Linked DNA regions of Mus musculus: region 2 is linked to region 1. A link is a contact called in public promoter capture Hi-C data. All regions are on one chromosome and are shown on one strand. The core of a region is the stretch at or near the end of the contact, and the rest is flanking DNA. Distances in the headings are between cores, read along the strand shown.

Evidence for each region. Capture Hi-C pulls out chosen DNA fragments and counts their contacts.
Region 2: a promoter capture Hi-C map of adipose tissue shows a contact between it and region 1. The contact joins two enhancer-like sites. A contact is called at or near these places in 3 of 39 promoter capture datasets (the C10 cell line, hematopoietic stem and progenitor cells and pre-B cells), 1 of 484 Hi-C or Micro-C datasets (pre-B cells) and 2 of 9 other capture datasets (adipose tissue and liver).

The regions. Positions count from the first base shown.
Region 1 is chr2:155,937,839-155,944,599 of GRCm38.p6, forward strand. It overlaps Gdf5 (growth differentiation factor 5), which reads right to left. Exons shown (of 2, transcript NM_008109.3): 1 at 6,605-6,761; 2 at 3,185-4,579. The coding sequence ends at 3,705. Among named protein-coding and RNA genes, the nearest start is that of Gdf5, 4.1 kb to the right of the region's middle. Within about 2 kb of position 2,548, at least 24 of the 459 cell types and tissues checked have an H3K27ac peak or open chromatin away from gene starts, as enhancers often do. A contact at or near this core is called in adipose tissue, where this site is marked.
Region 2 is chr2:156,274,558-156,281,318 of GRCm38.p6, forward strand. It overlaps Phf20 (PHD finger protein 20), which reads left to right. Exons shown (of 18, transcript NM_172674.2): 9 at 1,932-2,111. Among named protein-coding and RNA genes, the nearest start is that of Cnbd2, 35 kb to the right of the region's middle. Within about 2 kb of position 4,229, at least 170 of the 459 cell types and tissues checked have an H3K27ac peak or open chromatin away from gene starts, as enhancers often do. A contact at or near this core is called in adipose tissue, where this site is marked.

The sequences.
Region 1 (6,761 bases), core at 1,298-3,797:
AAAAAGAATGAGGGGGCCTGCAGGAGATGTGCCCCTCTGCCACCCCTCTAGGTATCAACTTCCAATCTGGAACAAAAAAAACCAACCAACCAACCAACCAAACAAACAAACAAAAAAAACAAAGTCAACAGTACTCTTAGGAGCCAAGCATACACCTTATCCTAGAAGTAGGAAGGCAGAGTCAGGCAGATCTCTGTGACTCTGTGAAGCCAGCCTAGCCTAGTTCCAGGATAGCCAGAGCTAACATGAGTACCACACACAAACACCTGCTATTTAAAGCTCATACTCATGTGTGCATGCACGTGCACACACACACACACACATATACACACACACTCCTTATACTGCCCACTTAAGACAGTCTAAGGCACTATGAAACAATAATTAACATTCAACGAATTCTATCTTTGTGCCACTTACTCTACGAGGTTGAATGTCTTTTATATCCTTACAGCTAGCTTTAAGAAATAGGTAATAAATGTATTGTTTGTCCCCCTTTATATTTTCTTTCCTTCCTTTCCTTCCTTCCTTTCTCACATGGGAAGTCAGGCTGTACATGCAATCCCCAAAGGCTGTAGACCAGCCTCAAATACATCATCAGTTGTAGAGTATCTGCCTACATGGCAGTATCTATCTCTTGTTCAAGACCTGCAACGTTTTTTTAAGATTTATTTTTACTTATATGTATTGTGTGCATGCACACTCATGTGTGTGTATTCACACGTGTGTTCAGGTACCCACAGAGGCCAGGAGTGGACTCATGGGTGGTTGTTACCACCTGATGTGGGTGCTGGGAACTGAACTCAGGGCCTCTTCAAGGGCAACCAGCGCTCTAAACTGCTGAGCCATCTCTGCAGCCCCCAAGGCCTATAACCGACAGAAGACAAAGCTGAAGTTTGAAGCTATACAACCTTTTGAACCTTTCAGAGCTGGGGGATTATGGTCAGGAGAGTGTGAACTAAGGAGTCAAATAGAAACACTGTATTATTTTGTGTGTGAGAGGGAGGGGTGTGTGTATATGTGCACATGAGAATCCAAATGCACACGTACACATGGGGGGGGAGTATGTGTTTATGTCTATTCGTATAGAGGCCACAGGTTGCTGATATCTGGTATCTTCCTTGGTCACTTTCTACCATATGTTTTGAGATAGGGGCTCTCATTAAACCTGGGGCCCAAAGAGTCATCTAGGCAGACCAGGTAGCAAGCTCCAGGGATCTATCTGCCTATCTCTACCTCCCCAGCACTAGAATTACAGACAGGTGCTGCTATACTGTTTTTTTTTTTCTGTGACTGCTGGGAATCAAAGCTGGGGTCTTCATGCTTGTGTGGTAAGTGCTTTACCAACTGAGCCATCTCCAGAGCCCCCAGTAAGCTCTTGGAGCAAGAACGGAGAACACAAGCGTGCAGCTTCCTGTGACTGCAGCCAGATGTAGTGCTAAGGGAGAGAGTTCTCCGAGGGGGCCGTTGTCCTGATCTGAAGGTTGGAATGGAAGGGCTCTAAAGACTCAAAATGGTCAAATTGGTTCTCTAGAGTTGGGTGAAGGGGGCTGTCAAGTCTGAGTTGTTCTTTTGAGGTCCAGGGCAGTGTGGGGTGGGAAAGAAAGCTCTTGGGGTGTTCAGCTAGAGCTATGACCACTCACTCAAAGCCTAACCCTTCAAGCTATGGAGAGCTCTGTGACTCAGGTGATGTTCTACCAGGGCTAAGGCGAGGAGAACTTTGCAAGAAACAAGAAACACACAGCCCAAGAAATAAGTACTTGGGGCAGCCAATACCACCTGTGACCCCTTCCTGCTGTCTCTCGGCCCATAGGTTTCTAGCCACCTCGATCCTACACTGCTCTCTCTGTAACCGTACTTGTCTCCTTGGCCTCGCCAGCGCCTTCCTCAGGGCTCATTCTCCTCTCTCACACACCAGGCCTCTGTCTGCTGTGGCAGCTCCTTTGTTTACCCTCAGAGCTCTCAGGCACACTACTAGCCAAACACAACGAAGCCTCGCCAGGGAGAACTCAGTTCCAGACTCAGCCTGGCTCCTCTGGGACAGGTAATGGCCTCCAAATCAAGGAGACAGCTCAAAAGAAAGCTGCCCCCTGCACTGGGCTCTTGCTTCAGGTCCTGACAACCCAAAGGAAAGGGACATAAGATCTGCCCATTGTTGGGCAGGGATCCCTACTCTTGAGACAGCTTTGGCGGGGAGCCCTGGGAATCAAAGCCTCAGCTGGAGAGAGGTGGAGAAAATTTTGAGGCCCTATGGGTGGGAACCAGAGACTTGGACTTGTCCTGACTTGTCCTGATCCTTGTGTCTCTCTTTAGCCAGGTAGAATCTGGCCTTGAGCCCTCCACTCTGAGATCCAGGTGTCTAAATTTCCCTCCCAGAGAGAGCTGTCCTCTCCAAAAGTTCACGCCCCACACCTCCCCAAAGGTTCTAGCTAAGAAAAGGAAGTGAGCATTTGAGGTGGGCCACGTTCCAAGCAGGAAGCACTGCGAGGATGTGCCTGGCATTTTCTGTCTGTCTGAGGTCAGCAGGGGAGCCCAGTGATTTGTGTGTAATTGCGCACTTACATAATGTGCAATGTAAAGGGAGCGGCTCCACTTCTGACTCTGAGCTTTGTGAACAGTGATGTGCCGTGATCAAGCAGCCCCAGAGAGCAGTGGGATCCTAGACCAGATCATGTGTGAGAAACAGTGGTTAGTAGTAGAGATGCGATGCCACCACAGGGAGGTAGAGACCCTTGGCAGCCCAGACTTCTCAGTGGAAAAAAAGTAGAGGGCCCTTTGAACGAAGCCCAGGCAAGATTGTGATTGTGGTAGTTCGGGGGCACTGTGAATGAAATGGAGATGGTGTAAAAGAAAGTCATGTCTCCCCACCCCCTACCCCCTGAGGCTTCATTTTGGAGACTTGATTAAGGAATGTAAAATTCTAGCTCTTTGCTAGGCCCCAATGGAACAGAAGGAGCTGGGCCCGATAGGCCTTTGGAAGAATCAGGAATGGGGTTAGAGGTGAACACTGGCTCTGACCAGCTGTACTCTCTGCCCCATTCTGCTTTGGTTCCCAGGAGTGGGGGTGGAGTCCAAGCCTGGGAAACAGTTTATACCTGAGGCAGGCACCCTACTTACACTCTCAAGGGATAGCCACTCTTTGGGAGATCTGGGTCCACTGGAGTAAACAAGAAATCTGCCACGATTTTAGCCATGAAGATTCAGCTTTTATGTCATCGATGTACATTTTAATCTAACAGTCTAATTAGGCTCATACTCTTCTCTTCACCCCTGCCCAAGCCCTTTCCCCTTCTTTGCCCAGCCCCTGTAATGAACATCTCTTGGCAGAAAGTCACCAGGCACAAAGGTGATTCAAGGAGGAGACAGCTCTCCCTTAAAGAGCTTAGGATATAGCTACAACTTCTCTGGAGAGTCTGGAGAGAAATGAAGAGGCCCCGGGCAGGAGAGATGGTGAACTGAGTCTCATTAAGAACACCTTTCCTGAGCCCCAGGCCCACTCAGAGTCTGTTCCTTGGGCAGGAATCTTCAGAAGGTGATCTCTTTAGTCCAGATCACATCCAGAGAGTAAGCCTGCTGAGAACTCTTTCCTGCAGGCTGCCAGGAAACTTCGGGCAGCAGCTTCACAGGCTCTCTGTTACTCCAGGAACCTGTGGAGGGGGTAGTCTCTGGATGTGCCACCCTGGAAGACAGGTGGGCCAGTGCTGCTACCTGCAGCCACAAGATTCCACGACCATGTCCTCGTACTGTTTATACACCACGTTGTTGGCAGAGTCGATGAAGAGGATGCTAATAGGACTCAGCCGTGTAGGCACACAACAAGTGGGTGGTGTGGATTCAGGGTCCATAGAGTTCATTAGGGTCTGAATGACTGCGTGGTTTGTGGGCTCCAAGTGGGAGCGCAAGGGGAACTCACACAGTCCTTCGCAGTGGAAGGCCTCATACTCAAGAGGTGCGATGATCCAGTCGTCCCAGCCCATGTCCTTGAAGTTGACATGCAAGGCCTTGCGACTGCAGCGAGCCTTGAGGTTCTTGCTGGGTCGCTTGCCCTGGCGATTGGCCAATGGGGCCCGGCGTTTCCGCCGCTGGCTGAACAAATATTCATACACAGTCTTGTCATCCTGGCCAGAGCGGGCCTTAATCTCATTAAAGAACAGGTCCCGTTTCTTGGTACGACCAAACACTAGGAACAAGGCTTTCTCGTGGACCTGTCGGGCAGTGCGTTCAAAGCCCAGGCCACGGAGGTCCACGGCCCGGCCCCGTTCCCAGGCCTCCAGCTCCAGGCACAGCTGCGCTGAGTTCTTAAAATTTCGGAAGAGCTTCCAGATGTCGAACACCTCCCAGCCAGATCCATCCAGGCCTGGCACGGAGCGCACATCCAGCAAGGCTGCCGGCTGCCGGCCGCTGGGGCAGCTGGACAGCTTCAGTTGGGCAACCCGCCCGCTACTGGGGACCGCTGGCTTGGCCACGTCCAAGGGCTTCTTCCGTAAGATCCGCAGTTCAGCCCCCAACAGCCCATCCTTCTCCAAGGCACTGATGTCAAACACGTACCTCTGCTTCCTGACCGCAGGGCCTCGGTCATCTAGAGAAAACAGCCAGAAGTCAATTCCTGTCACTTCACCAAGAGAGCCCGCCACCTCTGGGCCTCCAGGGAGGATCTAACTCTCTCCCAATCAAAAGAGGTTTCTCTAACCTCTTCCCCACTATGGCCGAAGCCAACACGCAAACCACCAAGAGCCCTTTCCCAGTGAAGGTAGGTATGTGGCTGCGTACTATCTGAGTGCCCCTGGTGTTTGTGTCAATATGTCATTAGTCATTAGTCTTATAACTGTCTTCTGCCAGTGACCGCCCCATCCACGATCCAGCAAGATTATCTCCTGCAAATAAGGCAGGTGGTATGTACATTTCAATTACCCACTTTTTCAGAGGAGGAACCTGAAGCTCAGAGTAAATTAAGGGCTTATTCAAGCTCATCTAGCTAAGGTAAAATAGAAACCGTAGCCTAGGATTTTAATAGTCCGTTCTGAGCTTCTTAGACCTTAAAGGTCTCAGCAATCTTGCTATGGGCAAGGCACAGAGTTGGGGAGTAAACTGACGTGGGTAACACAGCAAATTAATAACCAAGCTAATCTGCAGCTCAACTCCCCAAGTTCCCATCCTAATGATTCTTTTGGTCCATGAATGTTCCAGTTTGTGTGTGTGTTGTGTGTGTGTGTGTGTGTGTGTGTGTGTGTGTTGTGTGTGTGTGTGTGTGTGTGTGTGTGTGTGCGTGCACGCATGCATGTGTGCAATTGGGTTCATGAGTAAGCATACAGTAATATATTTATGCTACTGGCATATGTAAGTAAAGTTGGGATTATATGAATACCTGAAACATGTGTGCATGTATGTGATTCATTTACCATGTGTATAAATATAAGCGCTGTGTGCGTGCGTGTGTGCGTGTGTGTGTGTGTGTGCGTGTGTGTGCGTGCGTGTGCGTGCATGTGTATGTGTAAAATCTCAATGGTATCGCTGAATCAGCATGTTCTCCTTCCTAAATGCCAATATGCCATTAGGGAACATTCAACTATTGCTCTAGAAGGTAACTAATTAGGCCTTTAAACTCCCCATCTCCCCCTCCCCAAGCTCCCTTAGTGCTGGGGGGACACAAGGACTTATTTTATGAGCCCTAGAGGGGTCACAGCTTTTCCTGGCTGGGCAGGCAGCCAGGCCACCTCCCCCACCTCTGCCAGACCTGCTGCCTCTGTACCTCCCCCCAACCCCCTGTCATTCCCCTACAGACCAACTCTAATGAGGAGCCTCTCCCACTCTCTGGCCCCTCCCCCACTCTGCCAGCCAAAGTCTCGAGGCTCAGCACCAGAGCCTGGGAACCACAAGAAACCTCACCAACTGCCAGCCGGCAGCCTAACTATCTCCACGGTGCGGAGAACCTGAAACTCAGAAGGGAAGGGATTTGCTGAGAACACACAGCAAGTTGAAAGGAAGAGCCAGGCAGACCTCCGGCGACGCTGACGCAAGAAAGACAAGTCCTCTCTCCCAGGTTGCTGATGAAAAGGATACAAGGTTTTCCCATTCAAAACGCACAGACATCACTCAGTCCGATGTCCTTTAGAATACAAATAGGAAGAGACCCCAGGGAAGAAGGGGCTCAATGTGGCCTCAGCCAGGTGCCTCCCCCTGGGACAAGTTTTCTGTCCTCACATATCCTGCCCCCTTCGCCCCCTATCTGAGGGTAAAGTTCAAGAACCGCAGAGACCTAAAGTTTCTTTCTCTCTGCTGTCTGAGAAAAACCTGGAGCTTAGAGACTTCAGCCAACCCGCATGAGGTGCAGAGTACCACCCAGTAATCAAAACTGGGTCTTGGAGTTTAGTATCCAACTGGGAGATCTTAGCTCCTCTCTGCACTTTAGTGCCCTTTCTGCACCTGGCAGAAGTTGGACTCGGAGATCCCTAGGTGCTCCTAGTACTGGATCTGGTGTGTATGCGATAAGTTCCAGACTCCCACCCCAGGCTGGATACACACGCTGTCCCCCACCTGCGCACTCCAAGACTTTGGAACTCTTGGGTCCCTGCAAATGCCCCTCCCTGCCACCCTACCCTCTCACCTTGCCCTTTGTCAATAAAGCTGGTGATGGTGTTGGCCAGGCCAGCCTCCAACTTCACGCTGCTGTTACCTCCCTTTCTGTCAGCATCGGACAGCGTCCTGTACAGGGAGAGCATGTATTCGTGGGGTGTGATGGGGGGCGGGCGGAACGGCTCCTT
Region 2 (6,761 bases), core at 2,979-5,478, 340 kb after region 1:
GCTGCAGTGCTTGATGACATCTTGTTCGTCCTGATGGAGTAGATGTATCTGTGGTTGTTTTTGCTTATTGGGGGAGGCACGTGGTGTGGGGAGCCCCGCTTCTCTCTCTGCCTATTTGATGTCGCCTTGCTCCATCAGCATGTTCTGACCTTTCACTTTAATCCGATCCTTTGAGGAATTTATAGCCCTGGCTGTATGGGTGCAAGGCCTCTTCTCTTCTCTTCTCTTCTCTTATCTTCTCTTCTCTTCTCTTCTCCTCTCCTCTCCTCTCCTCTCCTCTCCTCTCCTCTCCTCTCCTCTCCTCTCCTCTCCTCTCCTCTCCTCTCCTCTCCCTCTCCCTCTCCCTCTCCCTCTCCCTCTCCCTCTCCCTCTCCCTCTCCCTCTCCCTCTCCCTCTCCCTCTCCCTCTCCCTCTCCCTCTCCCTCTCCCTCTCCCTCTCCCTCTCCCTCTCCCTCTCCCTCTCCCTCTCCCTCTCCCTCTCCCTCTCCCTCTCCCTCTCCCTCTCCCTCTCCCTCTCCCTCTCCCTCTCCCTCTCCCTCTCCCTCTCCCTCTCCCTCTCCCTCTCCCTCTCCCTCTCCCTCTCCCTCTCCCTCTCCCTCTCCCTCTCCCTCTCCCTCTCCCTCTCCCTCTCCCTCTCCCTCTCCCTCTCCCTCTCCCTCTCCCTCTCCCTCTCCCTCTCCCTCTCCCTCTCCCTCTCCCTCTCCCTCTCCCTCTCCCTCTCCCTCTCCCTCTCTCCCTCTCCCTCTCCCTCTCCCTCTCCCTCTCCCTCTCCCTCTCCCTCTCCCTCTCCCTCTCCCTCTCCCTCTCCCTCTCCCTCTCCCTCTCCCTCTCCCTCTCCTCTCCTCTTCTCCTCTTCTCTTTCAGGTACCATTTTGCCGGGCATGATGGCTCACGCCTTTAATCCCAGCCCTCGGGAGGCAGAGGCAGGCAGATTTCTGAGTTCAAGGCCAGCCTGGTCTACAAAGTGAGTTCCAGGACAGCCAGGGCTATACAGAGAAATCCTGTCTCGAAAAACCAAAAAAAAAAAAAAAAAAAAAACCAAAAAACAAAAAAACCCCAAACATTTTGTTTAATGTTTTTGCACGTATGTATGTATGTATGCATGCATGCATGCATGCACATGTGCCACCGTACATATGGCCAGAAGATAACTTGTGGGACTCTGTTGAGAGGGTACTGACTGGAGTTTAACTACAGGTTCTCTGGCTTAGAAGCATCTTGCCACCCCTTTTTTAAAAAAAATGTTTGGTTTTTGGTGGTTTGTTAATTTGTTTGTTTTGAGTCAGGATCCCACTTTGTAGCTCAAGTTTGCCTGAAACTCTCTGTGTAGATAGGTGAGCTTTGTACTAACAGGGATCCACCCACCTCTGCCTTTCAAGTGCTGGAATTAAAGACCACGAATCTTAGTCCTTTTTGCTTTTGGTTTCCTCCCTCCCTCCCTCCCTCCCTCCCTCCCTCCCTCCCTCCCTCCCTCCCTCCCTGTCTCTGTGACTCTTTTGTTCATTCATTCTTTTTTTTTAAGATTTATTTATTTATTATTATATGTAAGTACACTGTAGATGTCTTCAGACACTCCAGAAGAGGGCGTCAGATCTCATTACAGATGGTTGTGAGCCACCATGTGGTTGCTGGGATTTGAACTCAGGACCTTTGGAAGAGCAGTCAGTGCTCTTAACCTCTGAGCCATCTCACCAGCCCCAGTTCATTCATTCTTTTTAATGTGTCTATATGTATCTGTTCCAGTATCTGCAGAAGGGGATTGGATGCCCTGGATTTGCAGTTACAGGTAGTTTGTGACCCACTTCACGTGGGAAGTGCTTTTGAGTCTTCTGCAGGGGTTCTCTGGCTTTCTTGTCTGTTTTAGAACTCTTGACTTCCAGATTGCATACATATTTGTTTCCCAAGCATTCTTTCTTTATTTCTTCCTCTAGGTCAGTTGAAGTCTCCATTGGAAGCTGGCCAGGTCTCTTCTGCATTAACTTGCCACCCCATTGGGGATGGCCTGGGGGCAGCAGATTTGGAGTTGAATTGCAAGTCAATGGGAGAAAACACGATGAAAACAGAACCTGTTTCTCCTCTTGCTGAGGTGCAGGAAGTTTCAACTGTTGAAGGTGTGTATGTACAGTTAACTTAGTCAAGCTTTATTATGTGCTTTGTTCTTTTGCTTTGCAAGTTTTTTTAAGTGCGTTTTCAATAGTTTTTTTTGTTTGTTTTTTTTAATACTTAAAGGCCTCCACAACTGTACTCTCCATATTGAGAGGCAGAAGTAGAAACATCTTAATAAGTTTGAGGCCAGCCTCATTTCCAGGGTATCACAGTGAGGCTCTGTCAAAAAAAAAAAAAACCCAAAAAACAAAAACAAAAACAAAAAACCTCCAGAAAACCTCCAGGTAGTTTGTGACCCACTTCACGTGGGAAGTGCTTTTGAGTCTTCTGCAGGGGTTCTTTTCGTGTGTGTATGTGTGTGTGTGTGTGTGTGTGTGTGTGTGTGTGTGTGTGTGTGTGTATGAAAAGAAAGAGGCAGAGACAGACTCTCAATAATGATGGTTGCTCTGGCTGTCCTGGAACTCACTCTGTAGATCAGGTTAGCCCTGAACTCACAGAGCTCTGCCTGCCTCTGCTTTCAGTGCTAAGACTAATGCTATGCTCCATTCATTTCTGATTTTGTTACATATTCTCTTTTGGTATTTTGGCTATGGAGTTACCAGTTTTATTGGTCACTTAAAAAGAAGTAACCTGTTTTGTGTCTCTTGTTTTGATTCTAACCAATTTCTCCTAACTTTCTAGAACTTTATAGTTGCTTTAGCAGTCACCTTTTTTTCTGTGTATGTGTTGTGTTGCCCATCTGTTCATTTAATGGGGAGATGTTATATGCATGCTCCAGACTTTATTCTAAACCATTCTTATTTGTGAATGTTCTGCATGGAACATGGAACAATGAACAGACTCATGTGGGGCCTTGACCTGTAGCTGTAACTTACATAGTCTTGGTGGCTGGTTGTCTGCTCTAAAGTGAACAGAAAGGTCCTTGTCACTAGAGTTTTAGTAGTAAGTGTTGCACTGGTAAGTTAACTAGGTCTGTTTACTATAACACCTAGAAGAGTTCTATCCTTCAAACTTAAGGGGTTTTGCATTTTGTTTTTTTAAATGCTTTTTGTTTGTTGAGACAGGGCCTACTATCCCTAAACAATTTTTCTGTCTCAGTCTACATGTACTGGGATTGCAGGCATAATCTTCCATGCCTTGTTCTGTTTCTTGAATAGAGAGTCACAGATGTATAATCATTTTTCTTTAGGAAGTTGTGTCTGTCCAACAGAATGGATAATCAAAATGTGGAGTCCACAAACCTTTATTGAATAAGCCATGTGTACCTGCTGTGGAGGAACTGAACTCAGAACTCACTCTCTGAGCCCTTCCTGTGTGCCAGAAGCTATTCAGTTTACAGAACTTTGTGGACTTAGTGTTTAGGCAGGGTTGGAAGAAGGACCTGGGAAGGTGGGTGGCAGGCAGACATTTGGAGGTGGGGGGGAAGCACTGTGTAGCCCAGGAGACTCTCAGATAATGTGGTTTCTGACTTAGTTTGCAGGTTTCCTAAGTGGGTTAAGGCTAAGCAGGGAAGTTGCTCTCAGTCTCAGCCATTTGCTTTGAGGAATCTGTGGAGTTCTTGACTTTCAAGTTAATCTAACTTCACAGTAGACAAAGAAGCAACTCAGCCAAACTATGGCTTATTAGTTTGTTCCCATATCCTGCCCTCCTTCCCTCTGTATCCTCCCTGCTGCTGCTGAACTGCTGAGGACACCATGGGAAAGAAGAGAGCAGAGTGCTGCCTTGAGGAACTTGGTACAGTGAGGGGCAGGGCCACCTCCTCCCAGGCACTTATCACAGTAGTGCCTTTACTCCTAGAAGGGGCAGCGTGCAGTCAGTGATTAGGACTGGGGAAGAAGGTCACCTTTGTAATTCTGTAGCTAAAAAGGAGAGGTATGTCGTCCTTGAAGCAAAATAATATTTCTGGGGTTTGTTTTGGAATAAAGGGTTTGTGGGAATACAGATGATACAGAAAGATTGCTGGTAAGAAGGCTGCTAAAGACACTTGAGCCAGGAATGCCTTATATAAGTGGGCAGGAAATGGGCTGGGTTGTCAGCAAAACAGCCACAGAGAGCAGGAGCGGCTCCGCCACTGGGCAGTGACTGTTCTCCAGGCTGCTGCCACAGCCTTGTTGTTTCTAAACCTAGGTGGAGTCATGCCCCTAGAAATGAGAAAGCAGCTGTTGGAGGCAACACTTCAAGTTCAGAGAGGACTCACCAGCAGGGGCAGCACTGCCATCTTGTGGAATAGATGGTCATGCTCTCATTTGCTTTGTGTGTATGTAGAAATCTATATTCTGGGCAAGAGCCAGGCAGTGTTCACTGGAACCAGATGCCTGGAGGTCAGGGGACAACCTTGTGAATAATTTCTTTCTTTCTACTTTTTATTTATGTTTTGGGAATCAAAATCACATTGTCAGGTGTACACAGCAAGTGCCATTACCAACCAAGCCATCTTGTTGGACTTCTAGGTATTTTTTCTGAGCATAGACAGTTGTGTATACATGTGTTCATATATGTATATTATATTTTTTCTAATGCTAAGGACTGAACCACAGATTACTCCTACTGAGCACACACTCTGCTACTGAGCTATACTCCCAGCTATGCCTTTTTCTTGTATAGTGCTAGATCGAACCCAGGGCTTTGTACAAGCCAAGCAAGGTGCACCACCGAGTTAGCACCCTCGGCCCTGTGTACTTTTCTTTTTCTTTTTTTTTTTTTTTTAGATTTATTTATTTATTATATGAGTACACTGAAGCTGTCTTTAGACACACACTAGAAGAGGGCATCAGATTACGTTACGGATTGTGAGCTACCATGTGGTTGCTGGGAATTGAACTCAGAACCTCTGGCAGAGCAGTCAGTGCTCTTAATCATTGAGCCATCTCTCCAGCCTGCAACTGTGTGCATTTTTAAGTAAGTCTTATTTGAAATTATCTCAGGTCTATGAAAATGTTGTAAATATAGAAGAAAGAAGAGTAACATGGTGGCTTACACACTCATAATGCCAGCACTTTGGGAGGCTAAGGCTGGAGGGTAACAGTGAGTTTGAGGCTATCCTGGGCTACCCAGTGAGTTTAACATCAACAGCAGTTAGTAGGTAGGATTTCTGTTACTTCCTTCTGTGAGGACAGAATGTGGTGGAGTGACAGCTGACAGGACAGAAGTGGTGCAGACACCGATAAAGCCACCTAGGACTCCTCAAGTGGGTCCTTCTCCTCTGGCTGCTCCTGTGCTTTCGTAGTTGGGGGGGGGGGGAGACAGAGAGATACTGCGAGACTGCCTCCCTTTATAGCCCCCAACCAGCTACAAAACCAAACCCACCATTGCCCTGCATCTCTCCCAGGTCCTGGGATTACAAGCAGGTGCGGCCTCACTGTTGTATCTGTTTTCTTAGTATACATTGTTCTAACGTTGACAGGAAAAAGCACAATGCCCCTTTATAATTTTTAATTAATTCTGAGACAGGGTCTCTTGTATCCTACATTGTCCTGGAACTTGTATAGATGAAAATATCTTCAACTCCTGATCCTCCTGTCTCCTTCCATTGTGCTGTGACTGTTGGCCACCAGAGCTTAGTGTATTCAGTGTTGGGAGCTGGATGAAGGCTTTGCAGAGCAGCCAGGCAGCTGTCAACTGATCTGGACCCCCTGAAATCCTTAACGGTTGGTTTATGTTAGACAGGGTCTTAATCTGCATTCCAGGTTTCATTTAAATTCATGGCAAACCTCCTGTCTCAGTCTCTTAAGTGCTGGGTTATAGACTTGAGTCATTATACCTGGCTCTTCCATTGTAGTCTCTTCTGAGATTGGAACAGCAGCCTCACATGTGCTCTATCTAGCCTCTATTCTCTTTCATGGTTGTTTAAAATTACATGATACAGTAGGTAGAGTGTGTGCTTAGCTTGGAGGAATACTGTTTAAACCTCAGCACCACATAAACCAGAAAAGGTAGCACACACCTGGCATCCTGCTCTCAGGAGGGTCACAAGCTCATGGCCAGACTGTATCTCATAAAGAAAAAGTTACAGCCATCTCTCATGGTGGTGTCACTCCTTTAATCCCAGCACTCAGGAGGCAGAGGCAGGCGGATTTTTTAGTTCGAGGCCAGCCTGGTCTACAGAGTGAGTTCCAAGACAGCCAGGGCTACACAGAGAAACCCTGTCTCGAAAAAACAAAAAAAAAAAAGAAAAAAGAAAAAATTACAGCCATCTCTTATGGGTGGTTGTGACTCCTTTAGTCCCCAGCACTTGACAGGCAGAGGCAGGCAGATCTTTGAGTTTGAAGCCAGCCTGGTCTAGGAGTGAGTTCTAGGACAAGGATTACCCAGAGAAACTGTCTTGAAGAACCAAAAATAAACAAATAGATTAATTAAATTAAAAAATGGAAATGCTATATAGTTTTAAGATTTGGCTGGTATTTTGAATTGAAATCTGTTTGGTTTTTCTTGGATTGTTTTTCATTGCTTCAGAGTGGAGAAAGTTACTCTTTCATATACCTGTAAAGTACTTTGTTATGGTATTATCGTACAGAACCTGTCAAAAGGTATGAATGCACAGAGCCACCTGCTTTCTTTGCCAACAAAAATGCCAGCTGTGTTAGATCTTGGTGCTGAGGCAACACCAGACAGTGAGAAGGGACTCTCTGATCTGGCTGGAGTTGTGGTAGGTGACA